Linked DNA regions of Mus musculus: regions 2 and 3 are each linked to region 1. The links are chromatin contacts, called in public HiChIP or PLAC-seq and promoter capture Hi-C maps. All regions are on one chromosome and are shown on one strand. The core of a region is the stretch at or near the end of the contact, and the rest is flanking DNA. Distances in the headings are between cores, read along the strand shown.

Region 1 (3,539 bases), core at 688-3,187:
CTCAATAGAAGGGATGGATGACTTTAGCTACTGACAAATGCACAAAGCCACCCCTACGATAGAACGACTTACTCACAAGTATCTCTAGTTCCAAGGCTGGGAAGCCCATTTGTCAATCTGATGTATTCAAATATGATGATTCAATAATATATTTCAGCAATAACCACAGTAAATACCATGTTTCCATTTTGACAGAAACTTCTAGATCAGATAAACAAACAACAATACGAAGAATGATCGTCATACAATCCCAGGTCTTCAGAACTGAAAAACCCATGTTTTTTGAAAGCCAAACTGTTGCCACCAGAAGCAACTCCCAAATCAGAAAACATTGTTGATAAACTTAAAAGCAAACCACAAACTCCTTTTCTCTTGGGTAACTGTATGGGGGGGGAGGGGGTGCACTCACGTGTGCGTGTGTAACCTGAGGTTAAGGTAATCAGTTCTCTTAAGCAAATCAAGCCATCAATCATGCACAGAAGCCTTTGCTGTTGAACAAAGCAGCTGATGGGGAGAGTAAAGGGTATGCCCTTGCTTGCTACCAAGGTTCAGCTCTATCAAAGTTTCAAAAAAACTACCAAAAACGATTGCAAAAGGAAAAAAAAAAAAATCCAATGTCCCCACAGAGGGCCAGAGCAGACGTTAACTATGTTTCCTCTGATGTATGACCAGATGACTTCAATGTTTCACAGAAGCTGTCTAAACAGAATCTTCCCTTCCTGTGTACTGGCTGACTCAACCCTCCTTGGCACATTTCTTAACTAAATGCTACACATTCAGTAAGTTCTTGTCCTTTGAACTAATTCTCCTACTCTCTAGGTAACATCTCTTTACATTAACCAGCTGCAGAAGGGAGCGAATGGAAGCTATCCAAAACACTTGAGTAGGCAACTCTTATTAGAAGCGATTTTAATTATGTTATTCTAGGAACTGGTACCTAAACAAAACATCTACGGCTTTCCAACGCTCTTACCTTTTTACCCTCAAGATTTCCCAGATTTTACATTGAGATAGCCCTGGTGGAAACTAAACTGGAGTGTATCTGCCGTTTGAGCCATTTAGTCCTGGATAACTAAAATGAGGTTCTGGGTCTTGGAGAGGAAAATGCACTTGTAATTCTTAAAAGAAACTTTCCAACAGTGAGTAATATCTTCCTTCTCCACCGACTTTGGCAGTTCAGCGTCTTCAAGTCCCAGGACTAGGCCGGGTCTCCCATGACCCTCCTGTACCGTGCAGATAGATGAGTAAGGAGGCAGACAGGCAGGTGCGTGTCGTGGGAAGGTGGTGGCACGCTGGGGCAGGGAAGGGCCCCGCAGCCGCCCGCAGCCGAGCACCCACGGGCGCGGAGCCGGGAGCGGGGAGCGGGGAGGGGCGCGCGCGGGCACCACACCCTCCAGCCCGTGGTGACAGCCCCGAGCGCGGGAGCCGAGGCTGGAGGCCCTCCGGGCTCCGGCCTGCGCCCCGCCCCACCCGCAGCCCGGCTCCGGCAGGACCAGCAGGCCTCGGCGCACGCTGTCACCGGGCCTAGCGGAGCTCTGAGCGCCCCCGCCCTCCAGCCCGGGCTGCCCCGCGGCCGGGCTCGGACGCTCGCGCTCACGTGCTGCCGGAAGGACGGTTTCACTCTTACCCTCTGCAAGATCCTTCGAAACATGGTTTGGCCGGCCGCCGCCGCCGCCGTCACCGCCGCCGCCGCCGCGGGGACTCTCCGCGCCCTTATGCGGGTTACTCACGACTGGAGGGCGCGAGGGGCCGGCAGCCGAGCCGGGAGGGAGGAGGGCGGGGAAGAGGCGGCGGTGGACGCGGCTTTGGCGGCCCCGACTTCCCCACAGGCGGCGAGAGGCTCACGAGCACGAGCCAGCGAGGAGGGAGCCAGCGAGCGCCCGCCTGCCGGGCCGCCCCCGTAACTGACAGCTGGGCGGGCCCGCCCGCCCGGGGCCGAGGGGCGGAGCCGCTGCAGCCCCGCCTCCTCGGCCTGTCCATCCGCGGGGAGGGCGGGGCCGGAGGGAGGGCCGGCCCGAGGCTTCGACCAATCGGAAGCGGGGCTAGTGTGAGAGACAGGCCACAGGAAGCTGGTGCCTTGGCTTCTTCCGCCGAGAGCTTGGACCTTGGGTGCCGGACCCTGCTCGGGAATGTTGAGGGTTGCCTGGTGTTCTGATGGAGAAGATGCGTGGGGACCTCACGGGTCCCGCCTGGAGGTGTCCCCCACACGGGGATGGAAGAACAGGTTTTAGAGCTAACTTCAGCTGAGCCCCAGCCTAGGATGGAAGTTTGCTAGCGCTCTTAGTGCAGCAACCCCGAGCCGGATCCTCCTCTTGGCTGGAAAGGCTGATTCGACCTCTAAACTCCAAGCCATTGTGGACCCGAGAAACCAAGGCTTACTTAACTGTGTTGGGCTTCCCCCTGCTTTTCCATACCCAGGTTACCCGCTTCCTTCCTGCTTCTGATTGCAATCAGAGCAACAATAAAACATGGGAGGAGGCTGGGTTTGGGATTAACTAGAGAAGTTTGGGTTTATCCTTTTGTGACAGGGCAAAGGTTTCTTCATCTTATTTCAGCTGGAGCCATCCTTGTTTTAAGCTGAAACACACACACTTTTACTAGCCCTTCCGTGGGAAAGCACCTAACTATGTTCTAAAAGCAAGGGGTAGAAATACCCCAGCTAACTTCGTGTCCTTGGCTTCTGTTTAACCACTTGCTTGCTTCCTCCTTCAACTGCCAGCTAGGATGTGAGTTTTCTGTGTTCTTTGTCTCTAGAAACTCTCTGTAATGTGCATTCGGGGTTGCTCTGTTATAAGTGTTTCTCTCCCAGGCAATTCCAGTGCTTGGGAGGCCTCTGCCAGGTTCTAGATGACTAAACTGCACAAGGTGAAACTTGGGATACTGACAGTACCTAGTGACCTGGGAGCTGAGAGAGCAATCAGAAAGGCTGGGAACTGGGGATGCCTAGATTGTGGGGTGGGGGAAAGCATTGAATACCTCAGGTAAGGTTTCTCTATCTGTAGCTAATAATCCTAGGGACTTGTGGAAAAGCTAAATGCAGTGTCAGTTTCTGAGTCGGTGGGGCCTCCAGGACGCTGTTAGGTCAGGATTGTGGGGGTGGGGGGGCTACCAGATTTGAGAACTTTGTCCTATTTTTGTATTGTGTAGATTGCTTGTGCTGTTCATTGTTCTTGAGAAATTTAAAATCATGGGTCAAAATTCTTCTACCCAGAAAACCCCTTGAATCTGATGAACTCTCATTTTAAGAGTCTCCAGAGGAAAGCTCACGAGTCTGGAGAACAGATCTCAACGGGAAAATTAACTACTTTGTGTACCCTTGATTGGTCTTCACTTCAGGTGGGCTGGCCTGCTGAAGGCTACTTCAGCCTTCCTCTTATGCACAAAGGGCAACGTGTGGTCTCTAATAAACCAGGACACCTGGACCAGTATCCCACATTCTGGCCTGAAGGAGTCCCAAATCCCAGAATTTAAAAACTTACTGACCAGATCTCTCCCCCAACACCACCATTTTTGTTTCAGAGAAAGTAAATGAAACTAAG
Region 2 (3,539 bases), core at 613-3,112, 950 kb after region 1:
GTGATGTGAATTCAACATGCAAAATGGCTGGTGCTCAGCCCAGGAGTGTGGTGCAAAGCTGGAAACAGAGTCTAGCCACACTCTGCCTCTGGCTTCACCTAGAGAAGGGCTATGCGGAGAGCAAAAACTCGCAACTTCCTTTGTTAAGTTTGCAACCCAAGAGGGAGGGGAGGCAGAAAAGAGTCCTGGCTGAGGTTCAGGTAAGGCTTGTTGTCATCCCCACCCCCACCCCATTCTGCCTCTCCTCTCTGGCTGTCATCTCAGGCATAGCTCACTCTTATCCCTACAAATATCTCTTCAGTTATCTCCTTTCCCACAAGTTACTTCACCCAAACCAGCAAGCCAGCCCGCTTTCCCAAGCCAGGTCCCTGGCATCCAGAATGTGCCTAATAAAAACACATGTTGTAAAACTAAATGAATGAATGAATGACTTTTTTTCATGCAAAGAAGAACGAGCAAATCAAATGGGGGAGGGGCCGGAGGCTCCCAGATTTTAAAAGAATGTATTGCATTGATAGATTAGATTTTCTCTCTCTCTCTCTCTCTCTCTCTCTCTCTCTCTCTCTCTCTCTCTCTCTCTCTCTCTCTCTGTGTGTGTGTGTGTGTGTGTGTGTGTGTGTGTGTGTATGAAGCCCGGCAGGACTCTCCATTCCGAACAAGCTTTCTTTAACTGGTTTCTCAGTGGGGTAACCTCTCATTTCCCAGGAGCACCAAGAAAGGCAAATCAATATTCACTTAAGATAGCAATGTGCCCTAGAACCACAGGGGCCAAAGGGGTAGAACATCTCAAGACCGCGTCCAAGGTCAAACATAAGTGTGTCCGGAATTATCTCAGTGTAATGAGCCAGCTGGCCCCTGGTGCTTCACAAGACGGCTGGGTAAAGATTCGGGCTGGCCTCAGGCCTTGGCCCAGCAGGGAGCTGAGACGGGGGAAGGGCGCCCTCTGCCGAGGGTGAAGAAAAATACAACCTGGCAGTTGGTGAGCCCTATGCCTAGATTTCACTTCTAGAGGGCCATTTAAAACAAAAAACAAAAAAAACCTCAACCAGAGATCAAGCCAAGGAGCTGTTCCTCACAAGCCCTCTCTTAGCCCCTTCCCTTCAGCCCGGTGGCTAATTGCAGTCCTTGATCCCAAGGAGACAGTGTCCCCCCACTCCTGAGGCCTTCGTTTCTAAGAAAAAGACGGCCGATTATTACTTTTTTTGTTCCCTATTACCTTCCTCATCTTGGGCTCTAGAGCTCCGGAGCTAGGGGTCTTGGTCCTGAGAAAGATCTCAGACACTTTTGAGTAGGAGGGAACTCAGACACACCCTAAAGCCACACACACACACACACACACACACACACACACACACACACACACACACGTCAGTTGCCTGTCTATAAAACTGCGAGGCTGTATTCGACAGTCGGGAGGTTCCAACTCTCGTGGTGCCTGCCTGGTGTCCTATTTTAGACCCAGAATGCGTCCGTCCGCAGAGAGAGAACAGCGGCTAATGAGGGATCGTGAACCAACAGAAACAATGGCTGGGGACCACCTAAGCACTTTCCTCCCCCAGGGAAGGTAGAAATGGCTTTCTAAGGACCTGCGTCTCTTTATTGAATCTTGAGTGACACCTAGTGGTCCACCCGCCTCACCGTTGCCGAGGCTTCTGCTCAGAGGAGCTTTAAGTAAACTGGAGCTCATCTTTGCCTTCAAAGACCTGGGGAATCAAAGACAGCCTCGCTGAAGGTTTCTAGCACTTCCCCGCAAGCATTGTCCTACGTGATTCCGAAAGAAACGCTCTTATCTGGAGAGCTTGCTCAACTGGCACATCGTTCTAGCAGCGAATGTGTTAAGCTAGACGCTCTCCTAGGTACTGGGAACACAGATGTCCCAGTCTAGGCTCCTGCTCTCTAGAAACAGCCTAGGTTGGTGCAGAAAATGGACCCGGGTTTGGGGGAGTGTTTTATTTAAAAAACACCATAGTCCACTGGAAAAATGGAGTGTGTGTGTGTGATTTGTGGATGGAGGAGAGCAGTCACCACTTGAGCTGGGTCCTGGAGGTCAAGTAGCGTGACAGAATAAAAGTGGATTGACAGCCCACAATGTACACATCCTTCCACTCCGTTGTTCAAACAATGAACTTGAGGGCTGCTGGGAAGAGAATCTGTGGGTGTGGTTAAGATCCCCGGGTCTGCCAATCTTAAAAATCTAAAGCTTGTCCAAGGCAGGCCTCGCCCAATCAGCTGAACACTTTAAAGGGACTGGAATGTTCCTGGCAGAAGAGATTGGAGACTCAAAAGGACTCTTGTGGAGTTTTCTCTGATTGGTTGTTCATTAGGAATTTGGCTAGCCGGGAGAGAGCTGAGAGCCAAACTGTGAGAAAGTGAGTTCTGACAGTGGCCAGGGCGCTGGGAGAGAAGCCAAAGCTTGCTTTGCGAAAAACCAAGTCCCAGCTGACGCCTGAGTTTAGCTTTGCAACACCACAGAGAGAGGACTCAGGCTGTCTGTGCTGGTCTATAAAACTATGATTAACCAATTGGAGGGGATTTAAGCTGATAGCTATGCAATGTGTTCAGAAGCCACAGAAAAATGGAGGGGGTTGGCCACTTGGAGAACAAAAGCCATCTGGCCAGCAGGACCATGCAGGCAGACGACAAAGGAAAACGTAGCATTGAGAACAGGCTTTGGATGGGAGGCACAGTGTCCTTGGACAGACTGATGGCTCCCTGTACCCCTGTGTTCACAGCGTAAAATGGAGTCGTCAGTGGTTTAAACCTAGAGTTAGTGGTGTGCCTGCATAGACAGGGCTCGATACAGCTCAGGAACTATCAAGTGGTCAGAAGATGTTAGGCAACTCTAGTTGTAGCTCTTAATCCACAGACAAAGCACTGGGCTGAGAGGCCTTGGTCATGGGTTGGTTTTTTGTTTTGTTTTGTTTTGTTTTGTTTACTGGGATAGGGGGCATCTAAGACTATATATCCCTGACCCTACCTTTGTTCTTACTAAATCAGACTCTATAAGTAAGGCCCAAGGACCTGAACTCACAAAGAGCTTCCAGAACGAGAGGGTGTAACTGCACCATTGCAGTAGTTATACATCAGTAAGCAGCTGGTAGAATACAGAAAAGGCAGTAAGGGCAGGGTGTGCACATGACAGGCTTTGAGGGAGCACCGCACCGTCTAAAGGGGTGAACAGGTCACCAGAGAATGTGCTGGGATCATTCTGAGAGGTGGGTGGGGATGGGGATAATGAGTGGTGTTGTTGGGTTGTGAGAGTCCAGGAATCTTGTGGGCGTGCAGCTGGAACACCATATAGGCAGAAACACTCGAATTCAGGAACCATACTGGGACCGGAATTACAATGTGCGTGAGCACATGATGTCATAGGTGTGGAGAACAGAACTGAAAACATGTGGGCGGAGGTGTGGGCCTCTCTGGAACTGAGAACAAGCCATCAGGAAGACAGGAAAGGTGCTGAGTGGGACATGGGCCAAGGGAGACACTGGTCACCAGTGTCCCTGGCCTTGGAAGATTCCAAAGGGACAAAGTCTGGG
Region 3 (3,539 bases), core at 589-3,088, 930 kb after region 1:
ATGAGCTACCACACCTGCAGCACTGATCTCACAGTGTCCGGCACGGGTCCAGAGGACAGTCCGTCCTAGTGGCGAGCAGGCTTTCAAGTTCTTGATGCAGGCCTCAGATAGTTCCACACAGCAGATGGGAACTGGGAGTTTCTAAACCCTCTGCCTGCCATCTACTTAATTCAGATAATAGGCCTGCCAGATGGCTACCCGGTCCTAAAGTTTTAGCTGGGCAATTCTCCATCCCCTCGGGAGACAATAAGCGTGGACACACGGGTGCTCCAGAGACCATTGGAAAGAGCTGGGAATGTGGCAGGGGAAGAGGTCAGAGGATATCCAAGGATACCAGCAGCTACCAGCCATTTGCCAGAGACTTCACTGCAAGGGAATACACTCACACTTAGAGTCAAGTGCTGTCCCTGCAAAGGAGCAACCTAGAGTCACCCTTACAGTGGGTATCCTGCTGTCTCCTAGGGTTACCTTTACAGCGGTGTCCCATTGTCTATTATGGTCACTCTTACAGTGGGTATCCATTGGCCCCTAGGGTTACCCTTACAGTGGGTGTCCCATTTTCTACCAGAGTCACCCTTACAACATGTGTCCCAGTGGCCCCTAGGGATCACCCTTACAGCAGGTGTCCCATTGTCTACTAGGGTCACCCTTACAGTAAGTATCCCATTAGCCCCCAGGGTCACCCTTATAGCAGGTGTCCCATTGGCCTCTAGGATCACCCTTACAGTAAATATCCCATTAGCCCCTAGGGTCACCCTTACAGCAGGTGTCCCATTGGCCTCTAGGATCACCCTTACAGTGGGTGTCCCATTGGCCCCTAGGGCCACCCTTACAGTGGTTGTCCAGTTGGCCTCTAAGGTCACCCTTATAGTGGGGTGTCACCCTTTCAGTGGGTGTCCCATTGGCTCTTAGGGATTGGCCCATGGAACTTAGCTGGAACAGAGATGCTGCAGGCAAAGTGTCTGAGGTGATCTCAGGAAAGCATCAATCACCCTTTTACCCAGGAGATAAACTTTGAGAAAGGCTTGGACTACAGTGTTTATATCAAGGCTACCTCTACACCCGGGGGCAGGACACCCTGACAGACAGCCCGTTTACATCACTACTTGTTCTGTTTACTGTTTTAGTGTCCATTCTGGAATGCCCTTCCTATGCCTCCCTCTGCTTACCCATCTTCCTCACAGATCACCCCCTCCAGGCAGTCTTCCCAGACCACTCAAGACCTCACTTGCCTCCCACTTCTCCAAAAGCTCCGAAGAATCATCTTCCTTGCACTGATCTATGCACGTGACTCTCACGCCTCTTGTTCAGTTTGATGGCAGGCCTGGCACCACACCTGGCTGCCCTTGCTTATCCAACCTCATTTCCTAACCCACCGTAGAACCACAGTGGGTGCCTGCTGTCTCGTTAGCATAAGTTGGGACATGCAGTCTTTAAAAACTAAGTTGGGTAGTACAGTAGAATTGGTGGAAAAATTAAAAATAAGCTTCCTCTTGAATGAACGATGAGAGGTGAGCTTTGGGGACATCATTCTGTGCCTTTAAAAAAAAAAAAAGTATAAAATGCCCCGCACTTCGGAGGCAGAGGCAGGCAGATCTTTGAGTTTAAGGCCAGTCTGGTCTACAGAGTGAGTTCCAGGATGGCCAGGGCTACAGAGAAACCCTGTCTCAAAAGAACAAATCAAAACAAAAAGTACAAAAGAAAGGGAGAAATCAGATGCAGGTTGCAAGTTCCTGGTGACATCAGCTTTGGCAGGCCCTGATGGAAAGTGACCTTGCCAGAGCCCTGCTCCCCCATTCAGTTGGAACACTTTCCACTAACGGTATTAATCTGGCCTTCAGTCTGAGGCAGAGCTGCCTGGGCCAAGCCCTCCTGCTTCAGTCCAAGTGATGAATCAGCCCCATCTCCTAATGCCCTCAAGAATTAGAAGAATCGGCGGAGGAAGAGAGAGGCACAGGGCACCATGCACACCCTCAGATGGACAATAGAAATGACGGAGGCCAAGACCTTCGGTCTCTTTCCATCTCTGGGAAGCCTTTCCATTAAAAACATTTTCTTCTTCTGTTACATCCATGTTTTTTCTTTTTGGTTTCCTCTTGTCAGCCTCAGCCCAGAGGAAACTTCTCACTCCCCACCTCCAACCACGTACTAAACACCGTTTCCTTCCAAGGGCTTCTTCGTTATTTTTTTCTTCAACTTACAGCTAGATTGCTTGGCATCAACCGAGAAAGCCTAGTAACACTCTGGCGTTCCAAAAGCAGCCCAGAAGATCAGAAGTATCCGCCGCATCTACCTCCTGGACTCGGCACGATCAAACGCTACGCTCTCTGAGAAGACATTGGGAGTAGTAGAAATGTTAAGTTTGTTTTTTCTTTTTTCTTTCTTTTTTTTTTTTTTTAATTTTAAAAAACCTAAAAAGACACCTTAAAGGAAGCAAAAGACAGACACAGCCAAGAAGCAAGCAAATCTGATATTCTCTGAGCTGAAAAACAAGAGCCAAGGGAATTCTATTCTTAGCAGAGACTTAGCCAGCTCCATTCTCCAGGGGTGGGGTGGGTTGCAAAGAAGGCTACAGTGCCCTCTGTCTGGGACCTGTCAGCATGTAGCCTGGGGGCTTGGATTCATTCTCTCTCTCTCTCTCTCTCTCTCTCTCTCTCTCTCTCTCTCTCCCTCCCTCCCTCCCTCCCTCCCTCCCTCCCTGTCTCTCTCTCCCTCCCTCCCTGTCTCTCTCTCCCTCTCTCTGTTTTTTTTCTGTTCTCTCTCTATATATTCTTCTTTTTTTCTCTCTTCCAAATGGAGTTTATTTGTTTAACAGTCCTGGAACTCAATCCACAGACCAGGCTAGCCTTGAACTCACAGAGATCCACTTGCCTGTCTCTGTATTCCTCATGCTGGGACCAAAGGCGTATGCTACCACACCTGGCTTAGCTAAGGTTTTTCATTCATGGTTTTTTGTTAGTCATTGTACAACCTTTGCAATGTCTGATTATCTAAAAAGAACATGAGAGCAGGGAGCTCAGTTGACTTCACCACAGTTGTACAGTTTGGAAATGGCATCAGTAAAGATGCTAACTAACCCAGGTTCCCTTTTCTTAGCCTGTGTCTTTATAGTTCGTCTTTCCGTATCAGATTTATGTTGTTTCATGCTCAAAGGCTTTGACAGCCAGATCTGTCTAACACAGAGGTTGGTTCTCAAAGCTGAACACCATAGGCCTCCTAAAGATGTGTTCTACTATGTTTGGATACATGTCTCCCAAAGACTGGCATGCTAAAGGCTTAGTCCCCAGGCAGTGCTATCACTAGGAGATGGTGGGACCTCTAAGAGGCAAATTCTTCTAAAAGAAAGCTGGGCTTTTGTGGAATTGCCTTTAGCCAGCCTGGCACAAACAAAGATCTTCTAAAAAGAAGACAGCCTCACCTTTCTTTGGTTATCACACTATGGAAACAATGGTCCCCAAGGAATTGGATCCCTTGGAGCCTCTCACAAGATGAAGGAACAGGCTGAAGCATAGTGCCAGCCAGAGGAGGTTTCATATCAT

Evidence for each region. Promoter capture Hi-C pulls out the DNA fragments that hold promoters and counts their contacts. HiChIP or PLAC-seq counts read pairs in DNA pulled down with a chosen protein or histone mark.
Region 2: a contact with region 1 is called in a promoter capture Hi-C map of hippocampal neurons, with 2.1 times the contacts expected there. The contact joins the enhancer-like site here to the promoter of Eea1 in region 1. A contact is called at or near these places in 6 of 39 promoter capture datasets (HPC-7-derived erythroid cells, embryonic stem cells, hippocampal neurons and 2 more), 5 of 115 datasets of contacts at active chromatin or transcription factors (astrocytes, embryonic limb bud, large pre-B cells and 2 more) and 1 of 9 other capture datasets (embryonic stem cells).
Region 3: a contact with region 1 is called in an H3K27ac HiChIP or PLAC-seq map of large pre-B cells, with 3 times the contacts expected there. The contact joins the enhancer-like site here to the promoter of Eea1 in region 1. A contact is called at or near these places in 2 of 39 promoter capture datasets (both in embryonic stem cells) and 4 of 115 datasets of contacts at active chromatin or transcription factors (embryonic limb bud, embryonic stem cells, large pre-B cells and 1 more).

The regions. Positions count from the first base shown.
Region 1 is chr10:95,939,061-95,942,599 of GRCm38.p6, reverse strand. It overlaps Eea1 (early endosome antigen 1), which reads right to left and starts at 1,937. Exons shown (of 29, transcript NM_001001932.3): 1 at 1,628-1,937. The coding sequence starts at 1,651.
Region 2 is chr10:94,989,729-94,993,267 of GRCm38.p6, reverse strand. No RefSeq gene overlaps it. Among named protein-coding and RNA genes, the nearest start is that of Gm40744, 30 kb to the right of the region's middle. Within about 2 kb of position 1,862, at least 149 of the 459 cell types and tissues checked have an H3K27ac peak or open chromatin away from gene starts, as enhancers often do. A contact at or near this core is called in astrocytes, hippocampal neurons, liver and 1 more, where this site is marked.
Region 3 is chr10:95,012,405-95,015,943 of GRCm38.p6, reverse strand. No RefSeq gene overlaps it. Among named protein-coding and RNA genes, the nearest start is that of Gm40744, 53 kb to the right of the region's middle. Within about 2 kb of position 1,838, at least 53 of the 459 cell types and tissues checked have an H3K27ac peak or open chromatin away from gene starts, as enhancers often do.